Regions from separate parts of the Mus musculus genome. Here region 1 is linked to region 2. The links are chromatin contacts, called in public HiChIP or PLAC-seq maps. All regions are on one chromosome and are shown on one strand. Each heading gives the region's core, a stretch centred on a gene start, on an enhancer-like site or on the middle of the called end of the contact. The rest is flanking DNA. Distances are from core to core; before and after follow the strand shown.

Evidence for each region. HiChIP or PLAC-seq counts read pairs in DNA pulled down with a chosen protein or histone mark.
Region 1: a contact with region 2 is called in an H3K27ac HiChIP or PLAC-seq map of embryonic stem cells, with 16 read pairs. The contact joins the enhancer-like site here to the promoter of Col13a1 in region 2. A contact is called at or near these places in 2 of 39 promoter capture datasets (embryonic stem cells and hippocampal neurons), 1 of 15 datasets of contacts at CTCF or cohesin (stem cell-derived epiblast-like cells), 12 of 484 Hi-C or Micro-C datasets (the HL-1 cell line, the N1E-115 cell line, embryonic fibroblasts and 6 more), 9 of 115 datasets of contacts at active chromatin or transcription factors (double positive thymocytes, embryonic stem cells and stem cell-derived neural progenitor cells) and 2 of 9 other capture datasets (embryonic stem cells and pancreatic islet).

The regions. Positions count from the first base shown.
Region 1 is chr10:61,924,016-61,930,942 of GRCm38.p6, forward strand. All of the region lies in intron 2 of Col13a1 (collagen, type XIII, alpha 1), which reads right to left. The region is part of intron 1 of Gm30121 (a long non-coding RNA gene); the gene reads left to right. Among named protein-coding and RNA genes, the nearest start is that of Gm30121, 11 kb to the left of the region's middle. Within about 2 kb of position 5,181, at least 46 of the 459 cell types and tissues checked have an H3K27ac peak or open chromatin away from gene starts, as enhancers often do. A contact at or near this core is called in the N1E-115 cell line, embryonic stem cells, liver and 2 more, where this site is marked.
Region 2 is chr10:61,975,681-61,982,887 of GRCm38.p6, forward strand. Col13a1 (collagen, type XIII, alpha 1) reads right to left here and starts at 3,428. Exons shown (of 41, transcript NM_007731.3): 1 at 2,669-3,428. The coding sequence starts at 2,956.

The DNA.
Region 1 (6,927 bases), core at 3,931-6,430, 50 kb before region 2:
TTCAAGGTCACCCAAGCCATGTTCTGAGCCTGCTTGACTGTTGGGCTCCAAGAAACTGGAGTCTGAGTCCTGTTTCTTACTCCCTCTGCCTGCCCATCTCTACCAGGACAGATGCTGGGTACCCCAGACTCTCCAAAGACCTTGAGTTATTTATATAGTACATCATAGTTTGTCTGCAGAGCTGAACCATCTGGACTGGGGGTGTCTTTACTTTCCAGGGACAGTTGGCCATGTCTAGAGATGCCATAGAGACCTTGGTAGGAAGGACTGAGGCCAGTGTGTGGTTAAAGCACCTGGATCAGTTGCCCCAGGAACACATGAGGCAAATCATGCTTTGTGTCTGACCCAGTAAACCCCAGTCTATGGGTGAAGAAACCTCTAGCTATAGCCAGATGTTCACAGCTGGTAAAGGAGTCCAAACCCTAGTTTGTAATGGCTCGGAACCGGTCGAGCTCTAGGGGAGTGACAGAAGGCTGTAGAGAATCCAACAACGGCTGAAGATCAGCACATTAGGCCTCCCGTGAGCCCTCATGCACAGCTCTCCTTAGCTTGGCGCTTTTTTAAAAAATTATTTTATTTTATTTTAATTAGGTATTTTCTTCATTTACATTTCCAATGCTATCCCAAAAGTCCCCCATACCCTCCCACTCCCCTCCCCCCCTCCCACTTCTTGGCCCTGGCATTCCCCTGTACTGGGGCATATAAAGTTTGCAAGACCAATGGGCCTCTCTTTCCACTGATGGCCGACTAGGCCATCTTCTGATACATATGCAGCTAGAGACACAAGCTCCGGGGGTACCGGCTAGCTTGGCGCTTTGTAAACACAGGCGTTGACAGCTGAAACCTGGCCTCCAGTGGAATTTACACTATAGAAATTGGTAGTGCAACAAAGCATCTTTCTACCCCACAAACCGGTTGTTAAACATCTTAGTGCACCACCGCTCACATCTGTCCGGCTCTCTTCAATCACAAACATTTCCAGACGTTTCCAGGTTAAAATGAATACCAGGGGCCTGGCCATCCGTCTATCTGTCTATCCGTCTGTCTGTCTCTACTGCAGAATGGAAGGAAGACCTCTAAGCAAAATGGCCAGCCACCATCTTCCTCAGATTGGCTATGGCAAATGCTCCTCACAGCCAAGTGACCTGACTGTCAATGTCCCCTCCTAGGAGAGGATGAAACTGTCAGTCACTGCTTTTTACCTCAGATGACAGCTGCTCCTTTTAGTCATTGGTATGCAGTTCTGCCCTAACTGCCCACAGCCTTGGGTGCTGGTGTGTATATATGTGTGTATATATACATATATGTATATATGTATGTGTATATATGTATATATATATGTGTGTGTGTATGTGTGTATATATATGTGTGTGTGTATATATATATATGTATGTATATATGTGTATATATAGATATATAGATATTTAGGCTGGAGAAGGTTAAGGGAAGGAACTTCCTATCGATGTAGCTAGGGGAATGCTGCCTTTCATGCTGGGTAAAGACTTTTCCATGTGGCTGCTTTGGGGTCATTTCAAGTTCCTGCCAGTAACCCATTACCATGCTCTGTATGTAAGGTCAATAAACACACTAGGGCCAGAAAGATCTTACATAGAATCATACTTGTCTCTGGGGCCTTATGAGGGCAGGGGAGGTATTGCTTAGGTCTCCCCAGTGAAGGAATTCTTGAAACACACATTCTTGTCCTCACAGTAGACATCTCTAATCAGCTGTGCTGGGATGAATAGGAAGGGCCCTCATAGACTCATCTATTTGAATGGCTTGGTCACCAGGGAATGGCACTACTGATAAGGATGGAGGTATGACCTCTTGGGTGGGTGTGGCCTCTTGGGTGGGTGTGGCCTTGTTGGAGGAAGTGTGTCACTGGGGGTGGGCTTTGAGATTTCAAGAGCCTAAGCCAGGGCCCAATGCTCTCTCTCCCTGCTGCCTGGGGTGGAGATTGGACTCTTAGCTACCATGTCTGCCTACCTGCCTGCCTGCCTGCTGCCATGCTCTCCTGCCATGAGGATAATGGGCTCAAACTCTGAAACTGTAAGCCAGCCCCAATTAAGTGCTTTCCTTGTAAGAGTTGCTGTGCTCATGGTGTCTCTTCACAGCAATAGAACACAGACTAAGACATCGGTCATTGCAGCTTTCTGCTGAAGAGCGTACACACGACTCTTTCTACTGTCGATCAGCAGGGACTGGCATGGGAGACAAGATCTGGCACTTGAGTCACCTGGGGTTAGAGCTCTTTCTTGACTTCCCAAGAAGGCCTGGCTCTAGTGTTGTTGGGCAGCAGAAAGGCTCCCAGCATGCTTTACACCAGATGCAGGATAGTTTTGTATTAGCTTTTCCTCCTTTCCCCACCCAGCTGTGCAGACTGGCAGAGAGATGGCTGGGGACGAAGCTGCGTTGACTCACTGCTTGCCTGGCATGCAGAAGGCCCTTGGTTTTATCCCCAACATTGCAGGAACTTATCACGGTGCTCCTAGATCTGTGTTCTCAGGACCAAGCGGGTCAAAGAAAACTCAAAGTCCTCTGCTACTCAGGAAGTTCAAAGCCAACAGGAATGGGTGAGATCCCATCCTTAAAAGAATAAAAAAATTGCAGGCTGGGGGATATGAGCAACAGAAGTGTGAGAACCAGAGAGAAGCCTTCAACCCTGTCCTGCCCCAACCCCGGAAGTCCTCATCCTACAGCTTTGTTCCCAAGGCCACAGCTGAACTGCTGCCACCCATCATCCCCTGAGGGCAATTTCAGTGACCACTTTCCTGTAGAGTCCATGGAAGTGAACTCCCTGTCTGGCAGGATGCTGACAGCCATCGCTGCCTTGCCCTTTGGTGCAGAAACTGCCCCCTCTCTGTCTGTAGTTGCCCCCCCCCCCCCGTTTAATGAGTGCTTTGGGATGGGCTGGTAGGTGGCTGGGAGGGGAAATGGGGTGTGTAGGACTCCCTCCTATGCCTCCCCTGCCGCTGTCCTCCCTTCCTCTTTCTGTGTAGAACTTCAGCGTTATTCCAACCAGCTGGTCCTTTCTGCCCACACAGCTCTGCTTCCCCCAGTTCAACTCCAGACTTAGCTAGGAAATAGCTAGGGTGAATGCCTGGGGCCACACATCCTTGGAGGGAGATGAAGTGAGGCAGCAGGAGTAGGAGAGACCCTACTGCCACCTATGCAGGTTTTTCTGCCCCAGGAAAAGCAGCCCAGAGACTCTGGGGAAGTGGGTGCAGGTAGGTAGTCACAAGCAGTAGGCCTGGTTATAGGGCCTTGCCTAGGGAAAGGAGGTCAAGTCTAGTCTCTGACAGGCTTCAAAGGGGCCACTCTAGTGAGAGAAAGGGAGAATGTGTGGGAGAAGGAAGAGGAGAGAGACACTGAGTGACTGGGGATTGAATTTAGGCCAGGCTTGGCAGCAAGTCCCTTTACTGGTCAATCCATCTCGCCTGCCCCCGAAATAGGCTTCTAAATGATTGTATTGCATTGACTAGCACACTGTGGGCTGACATCTTCCCCATCTTCTGTCTCATTACCCTCTCTGCATTGTTCTTTCTGCTCCTCACAGCCCTGCCCTAAAGTAGCGCCACCACAGTCCACACAGGGCAGAATGGACCACAGAGGCAGTACAGGTTGTGTCTTCCGCAACCCTCCTAGCAGGGTGGGCGTTTCTATTGCCCGATTTTGCGGATGAGTCTTTTTTAGGACAGAGAAGTAATTTGTTCAGAGTCACACAGCTGGCAAGTGGCAGAGCCAGCATCTGGAATCCTCTATGGAGCCTGCCCTCCTGACCACATACAGATCTCTTCAGCTGTCAAAGCAAATGAAGAATCAAGACTTAGACATCAAGGAGAGCTTGAGATGGCTACAGGGGGACCCTGCAGTACATCTTTTCCAAGTCCCTTTGAGGACCCTATAGAATCCTTTCTGGGCCATCTTCCTGTCACTATCATCTTTGTCCCCTACTTCAGTAGGGGACAAATCAGATCCACCCGGGAAGAGTGACCACCACCCCACAAGTACATGCGGTTTCCCATTGTTCTATGAGCAGTGAAGGGTCTAGGAGCTCCACCTGCCACCCTCAGAGGCCCGAGGAGTTCCCAAGGCTTTCTCAAGAGGCCAGGGGCCAGACCAGGATCTCTGGCTTCCTTGCTGAAAAGACTTTCAGGACTAACCAGTAGAGTGAAGGAGAGTTGGGGGTTTGCTTTTTTAGTTTATCATGATCATGGGTGTCCATGTGGGTATTTATCCCTTTGCAACAGGCAGTTAATCCCCACTGATCCACACACTGGCCCATACCTGGGAAGATAGCTGGTGAGGTTTTAATAAAGGCTAGGAACATAGAGGAAAGGAGATAGAGGCTCTAGGAGAACGGAGGGCATGCTGAGATCTTGTCAGCTACTTACAGAGACTCACATGCAAAGTGCCCAAAACAAATGAAATTTTTGACCTTGTTACTTGTTAGCTGTGTGACCTTGGGCAAATTGCTTAACCTCTTGGAGTTTGAGTGAGTGCTAGCACCTACCCTGTTGGATTTGGAGAAGCAAATGAAAGACCACAAGTAAAGTGCCTTCATGGTGCCCGGTTTAAAGTTAAGTATGCGGTAAATGGGGTTACAGCAGCTGTGCTGGTTATAGGAGGCACGACAAAGTGACATCCAATTTCAGAAGCATGTGGCACACTTAGAAAGCTCTTCTCACATACAGGCCACCGTATGCGATGTTTTATGAACGTTGTCACAGGCGGATGCCAGTGGTGGCTCATTTTACACACAGGGGCTCTGCAGCACAGAGATGTTTCCTGCCGGGGCCTCAAGCTAGGGAGGGGCAGGCTGGTCCAGCTGCTGACCACGCTGTGAACTGCCTCTCTGAGGAGATGCTGAAACTCTGGAACTGCAAACCCAGCAGGCAGGGAGATAAGCAGGCAGGATGGGCCAGGCTGGGCGAGCCCCGGTTAAAACAGAAAAGACTGATGGCTGTCTCCAGCTCTGGACAGTGGGACACGTTGTGTATGTTCTTCTTGCTTCCTTGGGCCCCCCGACACTTCCAGGCTGGGGTCAAGAGTGTAAAATCCCAAGTGATGGAATCTCTCGCAGGTCTCACGGGTTGTAGATTACGGCTGGATTCTGCAGACTCAGGCCAAGGGCAGGCATTGTTCTCAGGCTGAACAGTTTCCGGGCATAACCCCACCCCACCACACAGGGCAGAGGGGCTGATGGCCACACACAGATGGGGACATCAAGTCGGTCAGGGGGGATGGGCTGTGTGACGAAGATGAAAATTAACCAGGGCGGGCTTTGCGCTTTTCAGGGCGGACTCGGTCAGCTCAACTCTGCTTTATTTTGATAAGAATCTGGAATCCCAGGGTCTCTGAACTTGAACCTGTCACTCTTGACTGAATCTCCCAGGAGCAACGGGATCCTCCCATATGACCTGCTGAGGTCTTCCCAAGGAGAGTGGCTTCCTGCCCCATCCCCCACCTCACCTCAGGTCCTTCCCAGGAAGTCAGCAGTTATGCAAGCCAGGGTCCCCTTTCTGTGACCCACAGGGACAGCGGGTTCTCTGGCAAACACTGTGTGCGCACAAGGCGGACCACACCTCCTCCTCCAGGCTGTGGATTCCGATCTACCGCAATCCCATGATATTAAAAAAAAATTTTTTTTTTTTGCTTTGTTATTCCCTTATCTCCGTGCAGATGTCAAGCCCCTCCCCCCCACCCTTTGGCTTTTTTTTTTTTTTTTTTTTTTTTTTTTTTTTTTCCTGCATAGAATTCTCTACTAGGCTGTGAGGGTTTTGGTGGTCACAGGCTTTGCACATCACTCCAGGAAGAGTTGAAAATTAAGGACTGCATACTGTGTAGCTGTGAGGAGCCAAGCAGGCAGCAGACAGAAATGCAAAGGACTCTGCTCCTCATAGTGTGACAGGGAGCAGAGAAGTCTAGAGCAAAGTGCCAGGGCCTTCTCTGTGTGCCCGTGCCCAAGATGGACTGGGCCTGATAACCCCTTGGCTGCAGCTGTTAGCCCTCCGATCTTGAAAACACCCAAGAAAGTGAAAACTTAGATCTTAAATACAAAGTTCTGGTTTCAAGATGTTGGTGCTGAGTCAGCAAAATCTGAAAAGCCTTTCTGCAAGCCCAACAGAGCCTTGAGACCCATCTGGTCTGTGGGGTGCTAATTCCTCACACATGTTCTCTGTGGCCCTCTCACATCCACTAGTTTTAATTGCATGGACCAGAGTGGCTGGCGCTGATTGAGTGTGTTTGGCCGGTACTTGTTGAGTATGTGAACGGGAACGGAGGGAAGGATGGATGCAGGGTTCTCAGCTTCTACCTCCACTGAGCTACTACTCAAGAGAAAACATTCTTAACTTTGTCTCTCAGTTACCTACATTTCAAGCAGCTGTGTGATGTGCCCACAAGGCCACAGTTAAGATACATACATGGAACTCTGCTCAGGGAGACCTAAAACAAAACAACCTTCACCGCCGAGGCTTGAACAGGAATGGCTTCCATAAACTCATGTGTCTGAATGCTTGAATGGCACTATTAGGAGGTGTGGCCTTGTTGAAGGAAGTGTGTCACTGTTGGGGTGGGCTTTGAGGTCTCCTATGCTCAGGCTATGCCCAGTGTGGAATCTAGTCTCTTCTTGGTTGCCTGCCAAATAAAGTCTCCTACTGCCTTCGGCTCAAGATGGAGAACCCTTGGCCCCTCCAGCACTGTGTCTGTTGCCATGCTTCCTGCCATAATGATAATGGACTAAACCTCTGATAGAGTAAGCCAGCCCCAATTAAATGTTGTCTTTTATAATAGTCGCTGTGGTCATGATGTCTCTTCTCGGCCATAAAACCCTAACGAGGACAAAAACTGAAGACCCCTCCCCACCCTCAATGGCCCCAGCAAACCTTCTGAGCTTCCCAGGGAGCCAGGATGCCAACTGCTTTA
Region 2 (7,207 bases), core at 2,178-4,677:
TTATATGTGGGAGAATAACCCTGGGGAAGGAGAGACAAAGGGTGGGTTCCCCCTCTAGTTTCTTTGGAGACACTTTCACAGGCCCCCACAGCTGCCTATTGTGTTTAATCTTATCAACCTGATTGAATCAAGGAAAGTCCAGAGGATCGGGGCACACGCCCTGGGTGAGTCTGAGAGAGGGTTAAGTTAGCACAGAAGAGCCAGACAGAGCAACGCCTTGGCTGGGGATCTGCTGGGAGCTGGAGGGGCCCCTCCGAACCGTGAGCCAACCTTAGCCCTTCTCCCTTGTGTTGTTCCGGGCAGACTATTTTTGTCACAGCAATGAGAAACTCCGCTGCCCGGCCAGTCACCAGCTCCCCTGTCTGCCAAGCGCTTTCTGTGAGAGTAGAGTGCATGACGGACTCCAGTTTGATTCTTATTTGATTCCAATAGAATAAGCCACATATGCTAGTGATTACTGTATGAGACCAGGTGGCCTTTGAGGGCCCCTTTAGCAGCCCCCAGACCGGAGACCCCGTATTTGCCAGGTTCTGTGTCAGGACAGCTCCCTCCAACATCCCCAGACTACTACCTCTAGGTGTCATTACCCCTGCAGCTAGCAAGTCCAGTTAGCTCTGTCCCCAACATCACCCCCAGCCATGGTCCCCAAATAGCCTCCTGTCAGCCTTAACTCCCATTTGAGGGACATACACATCTTTCATTAAATCCTTTGGTAGCTTCCCATTTCCCCACTTCTCCATCTGGCAGTCCCTTTTTGACCTGGGTTGCCTCTCCCAGTTCCCATGGTTTAGATCGCCATTCACAGCCCCCAAAGCAGCCCTGCCCCCACCTCTAGCTCCATCCTCCAGAGCCCATTCCCTGGGTGGTGGTGGGGTTGTCTTAGCACAAAGCCTGATGCTTGCCCCCTCGTGCCAGGCAAACTCCTATTCACACCTCCTGGTCTTGCCCTAAAAATCACTTCCTCAGGAACCCACCTTATGTTGTATATAAGACATTTCCTGGCCGGTTTTCCTCTATTATTGTAACGATTCCCTCCAGACACGGTGTCTACTCATTTTCTTTCTCTGTCCCACTCAAGTTCAGGAAGACTGAAGTGTTCCCCCGGAGCAGTTGTCCCCCACCCCACCTCTGCTAGCTCTCAGCGATGGGTGCAGAGTAAGGAGGCTTAGCTCTAACACTGGATGTCATCATATGGCCCTGAACAACCTACTGCCCGGCTCAAGAACTTGGTTTTTTCCCCCTCTGTAAAATGGGGTCACTTCTTATCATCTTTGGGGTGCTTCTCAGTTCGAGAGGCGAGGGTCAAAGAGTCATCAGGGTAAACAGAAGCTTCTGCTTGAAGCAGGGGACTCGACAGGAGAGACAAACGGGAGGCCTGGAGGTCTGGCACAGGGATGCACAAGAGGAGGCCTTTGCCACCCTCTTCAGTCCACACAGTGCCCCTCCCCCACTCGGCAAGCCCAGAGCCCAGAGACTGCCCCCAAGCCTAGGGAACTGTGGGTGGCCTGACTGAGTCTTCTTAGTTCTGACCAGTCATGGCAATGGGCTGTAGCAGCAAGCGTGGGCCACCCTCTATGCTGTAGCCTGTGACTTCCCCCATGGGGCCATCTAGGGAATTACTATAAAAGAAGCACCCAAGAGAAACCTAACTGCGGGAGAGACCTAACCAACCCAATTAGATCTGGCTAATGCTCGCCATCATTCTGTAAGCTCAGAGAGGTTACAGTATGTGTCCCAGTTTGCACAGCATCCCAATAAATCCCAAGATAGGTAGAAAAGGACAGAGCTACTTGCTGGCTTTTCAGCAGCACCCTTTCAGTTACTATCTCACACACCTCCCATTGTGCTCTTCAGATTCTCTTAGGCCGCCAGCCCCACTCCATCTTGGGTTCCGCTTTCCCTCCTTATCGCCCACACCCACACTCCGCCCCACTGGAGTCTGCATTTCCCGCCTCCCCAGGGAGGATGGCATTGCCACGAGCACTCTCAGGATTCCCCGAGCAAAGACATGCATTAGTAACTTTTTAACTACCTGGGAAGGGAGACTTTTGAGAGAGAGCTGCATCCTTTCCGCAGTTGCAGGGATTGAGTTAGGATCATTCCAGAGGCCACAGCCGGAAGAGTCATAGGTTAACGGGACCCTGAGGAGGACTGAGCCAGGAAACTCACACTTGGGCCCTAGGGGCCAGAAACAGCAAACAGGGACCAGCAAAGAGCAATCCACTTTAGAAATTGTCCCTTTAGGTCCTTAAATGGCTCACTCTCTTTCCCTGCTTCCAAATGTGACCATAAAACCAGGCAGCACTCACCCTCGTGGAGCGGACAGGGCCACCAGAGCCCCCCTGCAAGCGTGCACCCAGACTATTTCCCGCAACCAGCCCTGGCGGCCTCTGCGCACCTTTTGCGCGCCCTGCTTTTCTCCACCTGACCGCCGCGCGCGTAGGGCGCCCCCAGCGCAAGACCCCGGGGTCTCCCGGAGCTGGGAGGTCCCGCGCATGGTGCTCTGAATACCTGGCAGCTCAGCAGCGATCCCTACCCACAGTTCTAGGACAGGCAACCTGGGCGAGCGTGCAAAAGAGCGCCGGCCCGTGCCGGCCCGTGGAGTCCCGGGACTGCGCGAGGGGGCGCCTCGGGGTGGGGATAAAAGGCAGCAACAAAGGGCACAAACCTCGTCCAGCAGTTGGTTGACTCGTCCCAAAATAGCTTTCTCCATCTGCTGCTCCCCGCGCTCTGCTTCCAAGCGCAGCACCCGGGCCTGCAGCTCCGCGGTCCGAAAGTGGGCGAGCAGGCTGAGCGCCAGCGAACACAGCGCTAGAGCCAGCAGTCCGCAGCACCCGGGGCTCGGCAGCCTAGCGCACTGCTCAGCCAGCGCCACTGTCCCGGGCCCCGGAGCGCCCAGCTCCCCAGGGCCGCGGCTGCCAGAGGCTGCCGCTTTGCGGGTGCGCTCCGCCACCATGCCCTCGCGTCTTGAGAGCCAATAAATAAATAAATAGAATAAATAAAAACGAGATCCAAGAGGCGCGATCCAAACTGAGAGGCAAGGGGAAAGGGGGTTAACGTGGCTAGAGGACGTCCCTTTCCTTTGCTCGCCAAAGAGGACCGAAAATGAGCAGTCGGAGTCGGGAGCAGCCAAGAGCCACCAGCAGACGCGATCGGAGTACGCCAAAGTAAGAAAAAAGTTATTTCGAAGAATGTTCCAAGTTCGGGGATCTGGCCCCGCTCCCCACTCTTTCCCTTCTCTCTTCTGCAGAGTTCTCGGGCTGGTGCGACGCTCGGGGTCCTTCTGGGTGTTTTGTGTCTCCGGGGAGAACGGGTGTCAGTCCCCGGGCGAAGGGGCACGCATGCAGGGCCCCATGGGCAGAGGTGGGTCGTGGCTGCAGTGAGCCGCGCTGGGGCCGATTCTGGCGCCTCTGTAACTTGACACAGCCGGCGCGGCCGCGCGGATCGGATGAGCGCCGGGCGCTACTTCCCAAACTAATCTCCTGCGCCCCTCCCTCGCCCTCCTCCCGCTCCTCCTCCGCCTCCTGCGGGGCTGCGGCTGGGGTTTGTTTATTTATGCAAAGTCGCCTGGGGTGGGGGGCGTGGTGTGCGGGGCCCCGCCGACCTCGGTAGCCCCCGTCCGGGGCTCCTGGTGCCCTTTGAAGTGACACTTGGGGTTATTTATAGGCGGGGAGGGGGTATGGGGTGGAGCGGAGGCTGCGCTCCTTTTCCCGTCCAAAGATTCACACTCAAGACCTCAAAGACATAGGGACCTGGCATCACAGCACCCCGCTTTCCCAGAACATCGGGGACCCTCCTGCCACCCAATGCACCGCACCACAGCACTCCTCTTTCCTAGGGCCTGGGTGGTGGGTGGTGGTGGGTGTGGGGGACCCTGCGGGCAACCTGTTGAATCACTGTCTGGACGCCTGCTTGGTCCTGTACGTCCTGAGTTGGGAGATCTGCAGTGACAGCAGACAATCTCTCCCTCACCATTTCTACCCAGGGCCCTGCTCTTTGCAGGTGTCTCTGGTGGGACCATGCCACCAACCACAGATTCGCTCAGAGTGGTAAACCCAGCGCCTCGGGGCAGCGGTATTGACCCCCCCCCCCACCTTTTCTCTTTCAGAACTAAACCTAAAGACCTACAGAACAGAAATTTATCAGGGGTCACGCCCATCGCCCGGGTTTATCCTAGGATGTCTAACAGGCGCGGGCGGGTGCGGGGAGGGGGGCGGGACTCTTATTTATGTTGAGCTGAGACGCATAGCAGACTAGCCAACCTAGGATTGCAAGCCATCAAAGGCGGGCAGTTCTCATACATACACACTCCATCTCCCCTTATCCACCTCAAAGCTAACCCTGTGGTGGCTTCCTTGACTGCCACGAGCTAGTGGTCTTTGGGAGTTCTGCATTTGGTATTTTCCTCTCTTTTCTACCCCCGCTCCCCACTTTGAGTGACGTTTGTCAGTAGACTTTTCATTTCCTTGTGCCTCTAGACACTCCTGAAAATGAGGTGGTGGGGCTGAAGCATCGGGCAGGGGAGGGTAGGCTGGCCCTTGAACTGTGAACCGGAAGTGGGGGGTGACAGAGGTGTGGGAGTGAGCGTCCTTTCCTAGTAACAAGGCAAACTTTACATTTTGCATGTTGACCAGTGAGAAGGAGCGTTATATGCAATGCAAACATTAGTGTGGAGTGCACACCTAACGGAATGGGAGCTTGTAATACAGTACTTATATAGACTTAATGTAAGACTGACTGCTAGGTAGTTGGATACCACGGAGAACTACTACGAGGCTAGAAAGCAATGCAGCTGACAGGACTGGTGCCCAGGAAGTCCCAATGTCAAGATTTCCTTGATGTGTCTCATTAACAAACAGGCCTCTGGGTCTCCAGCCTGGTCAAGGGATATCTCCTCCCAGTACAAATGCCTGAGAACTCAGAGGCACTCAGAACCACTAGGGGGCGCTGGAGAGTTTCTCAGCAGCAGTGTTCACTACAGGAAATTGAGCAAGTTGAGGCTTCTTCACGCCCTGCCCGGATCAGTCTGAAATGCCGTTTGAACTGACACAGCAAAACTGAAAACATTTCGGGCCTGAAGTATTTTTGAGATTGGTGTTTCAAGACTCAGGTAGCCTTGGTGTGGTAGCCTGAGTTGAGCCTCGCAATGGAAAAAAAAAGTTCAAACCCAAGGCTCTAAGTGACCCCATGCAGTCAGAAAAATGAATGAAAAAAAAGCCCTTTTCCGATGGTGGGTTTAAAATAAACCAGGTGTAGTGGTACGAGTCTGTAATCCATGCACTTGGAAGGCAGAGGCAGGGGGATGGTAAATTCAAGGTCATTCGTGGTCACATGGTGAGTTTGAGGGCAGCGAGGGCTATATGAGATCTCATTTCAAAGAAAAGCTAACTAAATAAAATGGGCTTATAATAAAGGATCTAGATTTTTCAGGAGGATTTAAAGAAGAGGTGAATGTAACGCAGACAGTAGGCACTCAGTAAGTAAGTAGTATCTCATAGGAGCTCATGGCTGCAGGTGCAGGCTGACACACACACCCCTGCTGCCTCCTCCATCTACAGAATGGGAAAAAAATTGGACCCAGGAGGACAAAATGATGACAGACAGTGTGCACCTCTCCATAGCTGGAGGGAGTTTTGCAACAAGTGAGCTTTGACTGAGCTGAGGGACCCCCTTACCGTTTCTTCTGCATTGTCTCAATATCTTCCTCTGGAGGTTCTTTGGGGCAGGGGTGGCTTGGTTTTTGTTCTATTTTTCTATTTTAGGCATCATTTCCCCTTGGATCAATGTTGGAACAAAATTAGGCTTGGTTTGAGTCCTAGCATCTAAGGACTCAGAGGTGAGAAGCAGCTAAGCCATGTGCCCATACAGCTGATACATGAGAGCCATGAACGAGAAGACACTGAAGAAGAAAGGACCTTCAGGGATGTCCAGGCAATACAGCAGGGATGTGATGGTCTGGAAAAGGTCACTAGGAATTTCTGCTTTGTAGCAAAGTAGGGGGCTTCCAATCCTAACGAAAGAACTGACTTTGATCTGCAGTCACAGCTTGGGTAACAGTTTCCTCCCAGATTGAAACATTTCTGAAACATTTCGTCCTACAGGGAAGCTCCTTAATCAGGAAGGTAAACAACTCAAATGAGCTTCAGGAAGTCCCTGAAACTGACGAGATTCACTAAGCCCCTCCCTGGAAGAGTAAGCAATAAAAGCTGAGAGAGCAGGAAGCTGAGCTGCAAAGAAGACTCTTAAGAAGAGCAAAGCTGCAAAGAATGGACTGCCTGGAAGACACTTAGACCAGAGTCACTTGGAAAGGATGCTCTCCAGCCTGTTGAGTTGCCTGCAGGCTGTGCAGTATGCTCCAGATTCCCAGCTTTGTGAGCTGTCATCAATACTGGGGAGAGCTTTGGTGATGCAGCTGTCTGAGTCGTTGTTGCTCCTATAGGTCACCCTTTACCTCTTCTCCTGTAAGTAACTCCATTAAAGCTCATTGGTTCACCCTAGCTGCACTTTGGTGGTATCTGCACTTGAGTTGTCGTGGGTTCTCTATCTGGGGTGAATAAACGTGTGTTGCATCTCCCCAGGTTGTGTCACACAGCACAGCTACAGATGTAGGAAACCTGGATTCTGGAGTGGAGAGTCCAGGAAAGCCATGCCTCTATCCATTCAGTCTGTGTTGCTCTTCAGGAATGTTCTGTAGTTTTCTGCATTGTGCATTTGCCTAGCTCTCTGCAACTTTGGGGTATGTCTTTTGCACCCGGCCCTCACCTGGCCCGGGGTTGGATGTGTATAGGGGGAATGGCCAGTCTTATGAATGAATGCCATTTTTCTTCTCTTATGTTCTTGACAGCATCTCTCTTCTTCCTGATACCTCCACCACAACCCTGACCCCTGTGAGTGGCCGTCACCACACCAGCTCTGTGACTGCTGCTTGGTTCTCCAGGTGCCCCTTGTTAAAGGTGGCAGTCAGGCCCCCTGGGAATTACCATAGTGCATCTTCTGGGCTGTTCTGAGCACAGCCCTCACCTGGGTCACATGTGGAGGCCACAGGGGATCAGAACCTGTTATTCATTCAGCTCCAATCCGTTCCCAGTTCTTCCAGCAGCCATGACCACTTCCTCTCAGTCCTTACAACTCTGGTAGGGTGAACCCCATGCCAGGCCCTATAGGACTTACAATAGAATCTAGGATCACCTAGGGGATAAACCTGTGG